Linked DNA regions of Mus musculus: region 2 is linked to region 1. The links are chromatin contacts, called in public promoter capture Hi-C maps. All regions are on one chromosome and are shown on one strand. Each heading gives the region's core, a stretch centred on a gene start, on an enhancer-like site or on the middle of the called end of the contact. The rest is flanking DNA. Distances are from core to core; before and after follow the strand shown.

Region 1 (5,505 bases), core at 104-2,603:
GTTCATGAACTTTCTCAGTTACCCATGTGTGGTAGAGGACTGTAGGTACACCGATAAACAAAAGACCATTGCAGCACCCTGCTGGGCTTCATGCCTGGCTCTTTGGCCACTGTGGTTCCCAATCCACTGCAGGAAACAGTCCATCTAACTTCTGAGATGGCCCTTCCTGGTGGGTTGGGCTGCCACCCGATTCTACAGCAGAGGCTTCTAAAGGGCAGGAAAGTTGGGTGCTGTGTCCAAGGTCAATAAAAAGTGACTAGAGCCTTGACAGCAGGTTCTAACATCCTTTGTCCCTCCAGGGATACACCAGTGTCCTGTTCCAGCATGGTCCCTAAACACACGGTGTCCCTGAGGTGTGGTTTCCCATGAGTACCTACCAGACACCAGCTACACATGCTTGCACACATGCTTGCTTCACATCTGTCCCCTCCCAGACCACCCAATCAGCTGGAGCAAGACAGACAGACAGACAGACAGACAGACAGACAGACAAGAGTTCCCAGGAGAGAGCCTGCCTTGCAGGGATCCATGCCCTGTACTGCAGCCAGCCACCAACACCGCACCCCAGGAATCCTTCCCGGAGGCCTGGCTGCTGCTCGCCAGCCAGAGACTGGAGAAGTCAAGGGTTTCAGCTCCTGCTGGGGGGAAGGCCAAGGCAGCTACAGCTGGGCTTCCCAGAGGCCAGGAGCTGGTTCCAGGTCAAGTCTACACCAGGCCAGCCAGCTTTGGGGGTGAAGTGGAGGAGGAGAACTCTTGCAGATGCCAGTCCTGAGCACCAGTGAGCAAACAGAAGCACGTGGCACTTCATACAGATTAGATGGAGCACTGGATCCTGGGGCTAAGGACCCTAGGTATCCAAGAGAGTGCCCTCTGCACTTCTGAAGGGCCATTTGGTATCGGGACTAGCCTTTCTCTGAGAACCTGCATGTTCTGGAGTATTAGTTAGCCGGGAAAGTGTGTGAGGCTTGCCACACTTAGATCTAGGGAGAGAGGGGTCCTTCACATGAGCCCCACCATCCAAATGCAACCAGGATGGATTCTCAAGCCAGAGTACTGCTGAGCTGCCGGCCATTCCACATAGCCAATCTGCAGCCCGGTCCCTAGGGCCTGGGGGGGGGGGGTTAACGTAGATATGGTGTCTAGACTTTTAAACAGGAGGGATGAGAGTCGAGCTGGGAGGAGCAGCACAAAGAGGGACCTATACTACTAACTAGAGAAAAGAGGGTAAAAAGAGAGATGAGCAGAAGTGCTGGCCGCCCCTGCCTGGATGCTCAGTGCTGCTCAGTCTGGGAACAGCAGTATCTCAGCAGCCTCTGTGATCAGCCAGCAGCAGAGCTCCAGGCCCAGCACAGAAGTGCCCCCTGCTGGCCACAACTCCTATAGGGCCCTGCATTGCACAGGTCATAGGAGTACAGGCCCCAGTACTGAGTATACGTGCACACAATTCACCAGCCCCTGGACACTAGGATCTCCTTAATGGGCAAGGTCCTTCCTTGACAGTACAAAGTAGACTGTGATTTTTGTTTCAGTCTATATCTAGATGAAGGGGACTCAAAAAAAAAACCAACCAAACAAACAAACAAACAAAAACAATGAGAGAGAGAGACAGAGAGACAGAGACAGAGAGACAGAGACAGATAGCCAAGACAGCATCTCCATGGGAGAATCCCCATGATATGATGCATTAGTGTAGTCAGCCCATCTTTAATGCTAGGATACTATGTCCAATTGGCACCACTCAAACAGCACCCTGGGAAACTGGCTGAAGGGAAAGTGCCAGTCAGCTGTGTGTGCAGGCTGTTGCCCTGGTGGATGAAGAGCTAGGCTATGTCTCACTGTGGAGGCTGGATCCCCAGCTTTCAATTCTGCTTACAGTGAGGTCTATGACTGGAGAGAGGAGACAGAACGTGAGGAAATCAGGTGGAAAGGGGCGCCAGTGTGGAGTGCACCCATGAGACCAAATGCAAAAGGGCTCAGCACTGTATGAACCGTAACCACTGCTAGCCGGCTAGGGCTAGGATGTGCTGCTCTTAGACCACGAGAGTCACTCCAACCACCACCTCCACCCCCAGCAGCTTCCAGCAGTGAGGGCATTTGGAGTCTGTTTCTCATCTCAGTTTGCTGGTAAGAGGACAGCTGCAGGGGCAGATCCTGCCTGGATACAGGGTAAGGAAGAAGGCCTCAAGCCCATCCCAGCTGGGTTCTGGAGCTTTCCAGCATCTACCTGGTTCACCCTCTGTAAGGCCAATCCTACCCAGAGGCAAAAAACAGAGCCTTCACTCCCAGAGCAAACCCTGGCCTCCCTTGCGAAACAGTTTCCAGGACTGCGGCCAAATCCTGGGCACCCCAGGGTCCTTTGCTGTAGGTGGGAGGCAATGTCCCCTGCTGGTACAGGACAAAGGACAATAGGGGCAGAAAGGTCACATCACAGTCATAAACAGACAGCCTTGACCACCTCTGCCTCTCCAACCACACACACTCCCTCCCTGGGGAGGTAGTGTGTCCACCTCTGCTCCCCTGAGGTGCCCTCAGGCCTCCCGACAGAACTTTTTGGGGCATCATCTAAACTGTCAGCAAAACAAGATGAAAATTTATTAATTGCTTTTGGCTAGGAGTCCACAGGCCAGCTCCAGCCAAAAATAACTCAAAGGAAGTGTGCCAGGCCACCTGCGGCCCCAGGGGCTCCAACTGGGCTCAGTCTGAACAAGGAGCAGGCAGGGTCTTGACCTGACCCTGACGTTGGCTGGTCAGGACGGCAGGAGACTGGTGAATACTCAAGGGAGGGACAGGGCAGAGCAGTGGCACTGTGGCTTAGCCCACTTCTGGCCAGAAGTACCCAGCTATCCAAAAAACGTAATGTCATTCTTGAGCAAGAAAAGCAGCCGTGGCTACGTAGTGGCCACAGAGCTGGCGGCACCCTGGGGAGGGTGTTAGCCACAAGGAGGTGGGTGCCCGCCGGGCAGGACAGGTACAGGTATCAGCTAAGACTCTGCAGGCTTAGTCGTATAGATGAGGAGACAGAGGTTGTAGAGGGCAAGTCGCACTGGGAGGGTTCGATCCCGGGTTACCCCAGGAACAAACAGGAGCTGCTCTTAGGAGCCTAGGTATAGAAATGGATGGGGCAGTGGAGGGGACAAAGCAGCTTCCCCTGTTCCCTCTTCCTGCCCCTATGTAAGATGTTCCTAACACCTATGAGTGGGTTGGAGTCCTATAAATGTGTCAGGAATGGAGGGGACATACAGGAAAACAGGGGTCTCCCAGAACATGGCTCCCAAGGACGTCTGCCTTTCAAGGATGAGCAGTCACCCGGCCCGGGACACCGGCCTCTGCACAGGTGCCCAGCTGTAGTCTGTGTGCTGATCCCTTTTCTTGCCCCATCTGTTACCCCGCCCCTTTTTCCCCATAGCTGGTGATCCTCCAGCACTGTGAGTTGACCTTGAAGAACCTTACAGGAGGCTAGAAAGAAGATGAGGAGTAGCCAGGGGTCCCAGGGCTGTCCCAGGCACTTGGTAGCATATGGGTGGATGACCTGGCACTGCTCATCACTGCCACAAGGATGGTCTCAGCTTCCTACCCTGGGCTGCCTTTCCCCTCCTCATCCCTGTCTTTCCCCTCTCAGATGATTGCTGGCCTATCTAAGAAAGGCAGCCAGGCAGTAGCACCATCCAACTGTCCTGAGAGCCACCTCTGCCTGCCTCTGAAGACAGCAACACTATGTCTCCCCCTTCCCTCAGGATACATAGGTGATGCAGCGAGGGTTACTGGGCTCTGGAGCATACCACACGCACCTCACAGTGCTTAAAACCCTTTATCCCAAGTGAGAAGAAAGTCAACAGCCCCAGTTTATCTGATAGAAAGCCCAGGATTTTTCTATCTATAGCCTAGTGGCAACCCTGCCCAGAACCTGTGTCCACTTAATAAGTGGAAAAGGTCACAGCAGTGTTGAGTGTCCACCTGCTTCCAGCTACTCTCTTCCATAACAACAGAAAGCCATGTCTGCCCCAAGGAGGCACTGGTCTTGCGCCTGTGAGCCCCTTGCACTCTCCCTGTAAGTGTTCCCATGTCTGACCTGGCTCATAGGCAGTTTTACTCCAGCTCTTGAGAACACTCCTTCCCACCCCTTCACCCCTGCTGCTACCGTAGTACAAACACCACACGGATAAATGCATACACATGTATAATTATCCTCATGCATACATAAATACAGATGTACATAGACAAACATTCATATCCACGTGTGTATCCATACACTGTCTCTCTATAAGCCTCTGGAGGAAAACTCCAACCAGCACCACTCCTGGATTCTCTCACATGCCTGGTAAAGTCCCCAAGTCCATCCTGTGCAACAGCCAACTCACCCAAAGCACATATTTTCCTAAGCTCAGGCATCTGGCTGCCCAGTGCTCCCTGGTGCTCCCTGGAGGTGCTCCCTGGAGGTGCTCCCTGAAGACAGGCAGGAAAAAAACCTGAGGCAGAACCACAATGTTTACAGAATGGGCCACTGAATTCTATAAAACAATATTTTCCTTGCAGATGCAATTTCTTCCTGGCCTGCATTCTCCCCAGGTACTTTGTGCTGATGGGCTGGGCACTGAGAATCCAGGAATGGGGCCAGACAGAGCGAGCTGGCCACTGGAGACCTGGAAACCACAGGGCATTTTCATGAGTCCTATTTAACAATGCATGCACTTGCCCTGGCCTGCATGGGTAGCTTGTTGGCACTGGAACTGTGGTAGAACCTGGATTTCAGGCAGGCAAGCCTGGAAGAGCTTCTGTCCACGGCCCAGCTCTCCTGAGCTCCCCGAAGCCTGCAGTCGTCACGATTTCCAGGATGCTGCTGCCATCCATGCCTGACAGAAAGGACAGCGGTGAGCGCAGTCGTCGAGGGAAAGGGCACTGATGTTCTAGCTTCGCGTCTGGTCAGCTTCACAGGTGGGCAGGTGTCAGGAGGGAAGAGGGGCTTGGGGTCACACCAGATAGAAAGTGACAACTTGTGCTAAATTCCAAAGAGGTCAGACTTGTTCACTAACCAGCTGCACCCAAAGGCACAAGAGTAGAAACCCAGAGAACAAGAGGGACCAGGTGTCTGGCTTCAGCTTCTCTCCTCCAGCAGGGATAAATAGGGGTAAGAGAAGAAGGTCAGAGGCTGCGGGAGCCATACTTAAGGCCCTGCTACTTCTCATGCTCAGAGCCTCACTGTGGAGGTCTACCCCACAGCGGCCCACTGAGAGTCCCACTTTCCTCTTTGCTTGGACACCCTGGCCCCCCGCATGCCGCCTCCTATCCAGCTGGTGGGAAAGCATCATCCAACTCTCTACCAGCCAAAGTGCCTGTCACCATTGCTTCAAGGACTACACCTATACTCCTCCAAGACTCTGAGGCCACCTAAAGCTCCTGCTCACTTCTCATATTGCCTGAGACTACAGGACCCAAGTGTTGGACTAAGACTGCTGTCAACCTGGAGCAGAGGGCTTTGTCCCCAGTGGGGCACACAGTCATGTGCTT
Region 2 (6,235 bases), core at 2,329-4,828, 160 kb before region 1:
TTTGTGGAGAGATGTGGAGGGCTATCAGTTGGAGAATGAGATTCCTGCCCACAAAAGGGCCAGACATCCTGGGACCAGGCTGGAACCTGTCAGCAAATAAACAGAGTGGCGCTGAGTGCTAAGGAGGATGCTGCCAGCGGGAGCGGGTGATAAAGGCCGCCACGTGGGCTGCACTCCACCTCCCCTCTGGAAGCTGCACCAGGGTTCAGGAAGTGGGGTGGGGGTTCTCTGTCTAGCTTGTTTCCTGCCTCATTAATGCAAAGCTGCTTGCTGGGACCAGAGAGGGTAGGTGCTCTGAAAGAGTAGTGGGGTGGGGTCCTAGGACATGGCAGCCTCCAGACCTTCAGACTCTCTAGCTTGGGTTGTTCATGAGGGCATCCTGGTGGCATTTGTGTTGGTATATTCAGCATCCAGAGTCCAGTTTTGATCAGGGCTGGGTTCTGCTGTGTGGAGGAAAGGAAAGCCGTGTCCCGCTTCCACTGTGCCGAGGCTTGGCACAGCCTCAGCCTGTGTGTGGTTTGGATGTTCGTGGAGGGAAGACCAGGTGGGAATATATCCCCTCCTGTCAAGATCAGCATCCTCCCACCACTAGCAGGACCACCGTGGGGTCGGGTGGGGGGAGCAGCGTGGGGTTCCCAACTCCAGCTGCTTCCTCCCATGGGACCCTGTCCTGGCCATGGCTGCCTCCCAGCCCTCCCAGGCTGCCCGGGAATCTTCACCTGGGGCCTGGGAGTTAGGCCAGGGCCCAGGCTGAGCTGACACAGCTCATATTGCCCAGGGTCACGGGCAGGCCAAGCCCCAAAGTAAGTGTCTGGTCTGGGGATCATGTATTCACTGGCTACTCGTGCCTCTGCCAAGCTGACTTATGGTGGCATAAGATACATATGAAATAATGCCCATGGCCTGGCTCACAGTATAGGCCTGCCATCCCAGCTGTGCAGACACCAAGGCAGAAGAACTGAACGTTCAAGATCAGCCTGGTCAACTTAGTAAGAGCCTGCCTCAAAATAACAAGTAAACAGAGAGCTGTGCTGTAGCTCAGTGGTAGAGTGCTTGTCTGGCGTGTGTGAAAGCCCAGGTTCAACTCCAGCGTTATAAAAAACAAGCAGGAGGAAGAAAGAAAGAAAGAAAGAAAGAAAGAAAGAAAGAAAGAAAGAAAGAAAGAAAGAAAGGAGAAAGAAAGGAAAGAAAGAAAGAAAGAAAGGAAAGAGAGAGAGAGAAAGAGAGAGAGAGAGAAAAAGAAAGAAAGAAAGAGCCACAAACACCAGCATTCTGTTTCCAACCATAGCTGTGCAGCAAAGGCTGGGTACCCAGTCCAACTCAGACCTCACTTCCGTAGCACATCCTTGGGACACAACCTTGACCTCACTCGGCCTTGCTTCTTTCAGCTCTGGAATAGGGTTGTGGTCCAGAGCCCATGGCATGATTACATAAAGATGGCCTTCTCCATGTGGCAAAGACACACTGACCAGCACAGGTCACCAAACGCTTGGCTGTGTTGTAAAATATGAGAAAACTCAAGAAAGCTCAGCCATCCATCCCTAGAGGCTGGTGTGTCTACTTCATGACAACATCTGCCTGTTTGTAACTGTGCCAGGCCTGTTCTCTGCACAATGGCCGTGGTCCTCACATCGCTCTGTTCTCTAGTTGTGCTTGTTCTTTGCCCACTCCCCTGCCTTAGTGGTAACCACGTTCAAACATCATGGGGTCCATGTCTTCTCTTGGAAGCAGCCTAGCGGCAGATGTCTTTGTACACGGTGCTATGAGTTTTCTGTCCAGAGAAAGGAACTGGTAAGTGAACCCACTGAGTCAGACAGCCTGCCCTACCCGCTTATTCTTGGCCACACCCCTTTCCAGTGCTGTCCTACATCTGGCAGGAGAGGAGAAGACTGTGCTCTCAAGACCAGGGTTCTTGTCTTGGGGAGACTGATTGTGCAGTGAGCTGGGAAGCCCAGAATCCTGCAGATCCCTGAGGATTACATGCCTAGGAGAACATGGTACATGAGAGAGCATCCAACATGGGACGACTCTGGGTCCTATTTCAACCAGCTGGTCACACAGTGGGGCTATCAGATGGATGGGCCCATGTCTTTGAGGCCAGACATTGGCAATGCCTCGTCAAAGCTGGCTCCCTGGCAGTTTCTGCCAATGTACCTCCTGGTACCGTGTACATATGGCACCAGTGTGGACCATCAGAGTTCTAGTGTTTGGATCTGAACCCTTGGTGTATTCCTATTGTACAGCTGCCCCACCCCCCAGCAGCCCCTCCCCTGGCTCTAGAATGAATTCCAGATGTGTTGGCTAAAAGCACCTGTGGGACTGGGCCAGACCTAGTGATGAGAAGGAAGGTGCAGCCCGCTCTCTGTGAGTGCATCCCCACCCATAGGCTCAAGGGAGCTTGCAGCTGCAGCTCAGGGCAGTGGAGAATGGCTGCCACTGCCCAGGGGATGGACTGAGAGTCCCTGGAAGTGCTCACAGGGAGGATTGGGCCTTTGTTAAGTTTGACGTGGAGATGCCAGTGTCTTGTTGCCCAGCTGCCAGCAACCATGAGCCTGGGGGCCACTTCCCTGAGAAGATGAGCTAGTCTCATAATGTATGGTTCACTATAACACAAGAAAAGTCTGCCGTGGGGTAGATTTGAAACACCCAGAAACACTTGACGCCTGGTCCTGAGCACAGCTAGCTATTCTCGCTTATCCTGCTTCCTCAGAGATCATGGCCACACAGTTGGGAGGATCTCTGAGGACAGGGCTTGCCAGGTCATTGAACAGAGCTCCAGGGACATGCAGGCTAGAGTAGGAGTGGAGGCACAGGCTGCAGCTGAGGTTACGTAAGACTGTGCCCTGCCAGGGACTCCTGTCCCAGTGACCCCACCTTCTCCCAAGGGCCTGAAAGAGGGTTAGGCCAAAGAGAACAAGACTGTTCCGGTGGCGTCCATGCTATGGTTTGGGCTGACCTGGAAAGTTGTCTCTCAGTGTGGCTCAGGACACACACCTCAGTGGCTTAAGCCTCTCCATAACTTAGCCAACAATAAGTGACAGTTTAGCCTCTGGTGGCACTTCAAGCTGTAGAGGCTGGCTGGTCACTGCCCTGACCCCAGAGGTGGGGCACACAGGCAAGTGGGGGAGGGAACAGGGAGCTGGGCAACAGATATGAAAGGGTAGTATATACCAACACTTCTGCGCTACCCTGACCCTCAGAACAGGGAGGTAGATGTTGGCCTGTTGGCCTGGAGTCTTATGCCTGTCTTCTTGGGCCTCAGTTTCCTCGGCAACAGTACAAAGTCTAGACAATGTCAAAAGTGCTTTGTGGTGCGTCACATATATCTGCTCAAATACTGAATCCTCTTGGAATCCAGGGGAAATTTCATATTCTAAGTGATATCTTGTGCTGGCTTAAAACTGTGTTGACAAACTGTCCATCAGCATGTGGAGGCTCTGGGGCCAGAACATGGAGCCAGGCCACGTATTTATAGATCAGTTGGCGTCTAGCCCACCAGCTGCAGGAGAGGAATGTGTGTGTCTGCGTAGTCAGCAAATGCCAGGTCGAGCAGAGACGTGAGCAATGACTTTGGTGAGCGCCAAGTTCCGCAGACCCTGTCCTGTGGACCAAGGCCCAGGACCCTGCTGTGGCTGCCAGGTTCCACTCATGACAGGACCTGGTCAGAGATGCCCAGCCACACGCACTGACTTTTGCAATAGCACTTCTCTGAGATGCCTTTGCTTGGGCCAGACATCTACAGTCTTTGGATTCCTAGAGGAAGAAGAGGGCTGGGGAAAGTGAGTGTCCACTCAGCAGCCAACAGACCAGCTGCCTTTGCTCCTCACATAGTTGCCTCAAGGCCAGCGAGATTCCCCAGCGGGGAAGAGCTTTCCCGGCGAGTCTCCCAGAGCTCAGCTCAGCCAGTACTGGGTCAGACATGGTGTTCTCGGCACCTCCGGCACCTCCGCTGAGGACACCCTGCCCCCAAGTAGAGAACAGGCCCCTCTTAGCAAACCAGCAAGCTCCAGGCTGGGAGTCATCACAAGGCATAACAATAAAGCAATTTCCCTCTGAAAATTAATTTCAAATCAGGAGGAAATTGGATTTCTTTCCTGGCAGTGAAGAAGCCCTAGCTTGTCGCTGCTGTGGCTCCATTTGCCCAGGATAGAACAGGCTCACACCGCATGCATTTGATAAACCATGGAGTCCCAGCGAGAATGCATTCACGTAGAGTACAGCTGCCTAGAAACTTGGGCTGTGAGGCCAGCACAGATCTGCTCATCCCTTCCTTAGACAGCCATAGAATGTTCTGCTCTAATTCTGTGCCGCAGCCAAGAGAGATACGGCATCCGCAGTCTGGGCATGTGTTCCCTGCCACTATTCAAGCTGTCAGTGGAGGATAAAATGATTGCCAGAAAAATGTAGGAACACAGCGTGGCTGGAATGAGGTGGGGTCACCCTGTGTGACCTCAGTGTGTGATGACTTTAGAACTAATTTGGGAGTGGCGTACGTCTTTTCTCCCCAGGTTTCTGTGACCCACTGCTCTTGTCTGGATGCAGGCACATTTACCAGGTACTCGGATTTAAGGATCTCAGGTCAGAGCTGCTACAACAGGGGTTTCCTCAGAGGAATGACTGGTTCTCCTCAGGCCAGAGGGATGGACCCCAGGGCCAGCAACTGTGGGTGAGACGTCAGGCAGTGTGGGCTAAGTACTGTCTGCTTATGCCCATTTCTAGAAGATTGGATTATAATCATTATGGCCATCATCACCACCATATTATACCATCACATAACCGGTCCCACAAACATTGCCACCCAAACCATTACCACTGTCACTTTCTCATCACGGTGATTGACACCATCATCTCTACAGTCACCAATACCGCTTTTATCATTACCATAGCCACCATCAACACCATTATCCTTGTCACCATTACTACCACCACCAATGCCTTTGTCATTACTATTACCACATCTTTATCACAACCACTGCCACCACCGCCATTAGTGCTACTGACATCACTATCACCACCACCATTGCCGTTATCATTATTACCACCACCGCTGCCATCATCTCTAATACTATTCCCACCATCACCATCATCATCGTCACCCCTCCACCAATACCTCTATTACTGCCACCATCATCAGCCTTACTACCAACAGCATTATGATAGTGTTGATTATTATGATGGCCGTTGTCTTTCTCACCACCACAAGCACCATCACCATCACCACTACCAACGCCATTACCACCCCACACCCATCATCACCATGACCACCACCATCACCATGACCACCACCACCAGCACCATCCCTGTGAGCACACTGGTACCATCATCATGAGAATCACGACCATCCTTACCTCCCACCCTGCGAGCCTCCAAGCCAGACATGTGCACTGGGTCAAGTCCTGTCCCTGGCTAGTGTGCTTACACTTCGAGTATCTTGGCTGTCTCCTGAGGGATAGGATGAACTTTCCTCAGTTCTGCCACCAGCTTCCTTCCCCTCTCCTGTGAGTTTGGGCCTCTGGGAGGGTCCTTATTTATTTAAGAATGACTGAGTTCAGAGCATATACTTACTGTGCTGTGGGACAGTGTGACTGTAAAGGCCTAGGCAGGACGTGTCTTCTCGAGACCCCACTCTGGCACATGTTCAGGGAATTTCCCAGGAATGGCTTGGCCTTCCCTGTCCTGACACCACCAGGGTCTTCAAACTGCAGCTGAGGCTAGGCTGAGTGCAATTCTGAACCTCTCCATACATGGCGTGAAGTTCAGAAGTGTACCAGATGTGGGGTCGAATCCCCCAACCCTGTGAATGGAGTTCCAGATCCTTCTCTTACCAAAGATGTCAACACTCAAGAGTAGAGGTGTGTCTTTCCGAGCTGGCCTCAGATTTTGCATCTGGGACTATGAGGACGGATCCTGTTCTGCTACCAAAGTCTTTGCGTCTGCTTTGGTGCTTATCCAGCTTATAGAACCAGGGTTATCAGTAGGCTATCTGCTCAGTCATGAGTCACCTGAGAGCAGCCTGCTGGCTAACGTTTACACCAGGAGGATTGGTACAGGTTATAGGACATTTCTCCCTCCCAGCACCTCACAGACACATGCCTCCATGTGACTTTGAACAAGTGGGTTCCTCCCTTGCCCGTATTTCAGGGTGATTGTGACATGTAGGAACCCTGGGAGGCAAAGGCTGTTTCTCTGCAGTTTTGCTGGCAGAAGCTGAGACTCAAAGGCCAGGTCTCAAAGG

Evidence for each region. Capture Hi-C pulls out chosen DNA fragments and counts their contacts.
Region 2: a promoter capture Hi-C map of liver shows a contact between it and region 1. The contact joins two enhancer-like sites. A contact is called at or near these places in 7 of 39 promoter capture datasets (the C10 cell line, the HPC-7 cell line, cranial neural crest and 4 more), 1 of 15 datasets of contacts at CTCF or cohesin (large pre-B cells), 7 of 484 Hi-C or Micro-C datasets (bone marrow-derived macrophages, embryonic fibroblasts, forebrain and 2 more), 6 of 115 datasets of contacts at active chromatin or transcription factors (T-cell acute lymphoblastic leukemia, VIP interneurons, heart atrium and 3 more) and 3 of 9 other capture datasets (adipose tissue, liver and pancreatic islet).

Annotation. Positions count from the first base shown.
Region 1 is chr2:27,039,514-27,045,018 of GRCm38.p6, reverse strand. It overlaps Gm13398 (a long non-coding RNA gene), which reads right to left. Exons shown (of 3, transcript XR_374184.2): 3 at 4,161-5,505. Among named protein-coding and RNA genes, the nearest start is that of Gm13398, 5.6 kb to the right of the region's middle. Within about 2 kb of position 1,353, at least 28 of the 459 cell types and tissues checked have an H3K27ac peak or open chromatin away from gene starts, as enhancers often do. A contact at or near this core is called in VIP interneurons, adipose tissue, heart atrium and 1 more, where this site is marked.
Region 2 is chr2:27,203,949-27,210,183 of GRCm38.p6, reverse strand. All of the region lies in intron 17 of Sardh (sarcosine dehydrogenase), which reads left to right. Among named protein-coding and RNA genes, the nearest start is that of Sardh, 40 kb to the left of the region's middle. Within about 2 kb of position 3,578, at least 57 of the 459 cell types and tissues checked have an H3K27ac peak or open chromatin away from gene starts, as enhancers often do. A contact at or near this core is called in VIP interneurons, adipose tissue, heart atrium and 1 more, where this site is marked.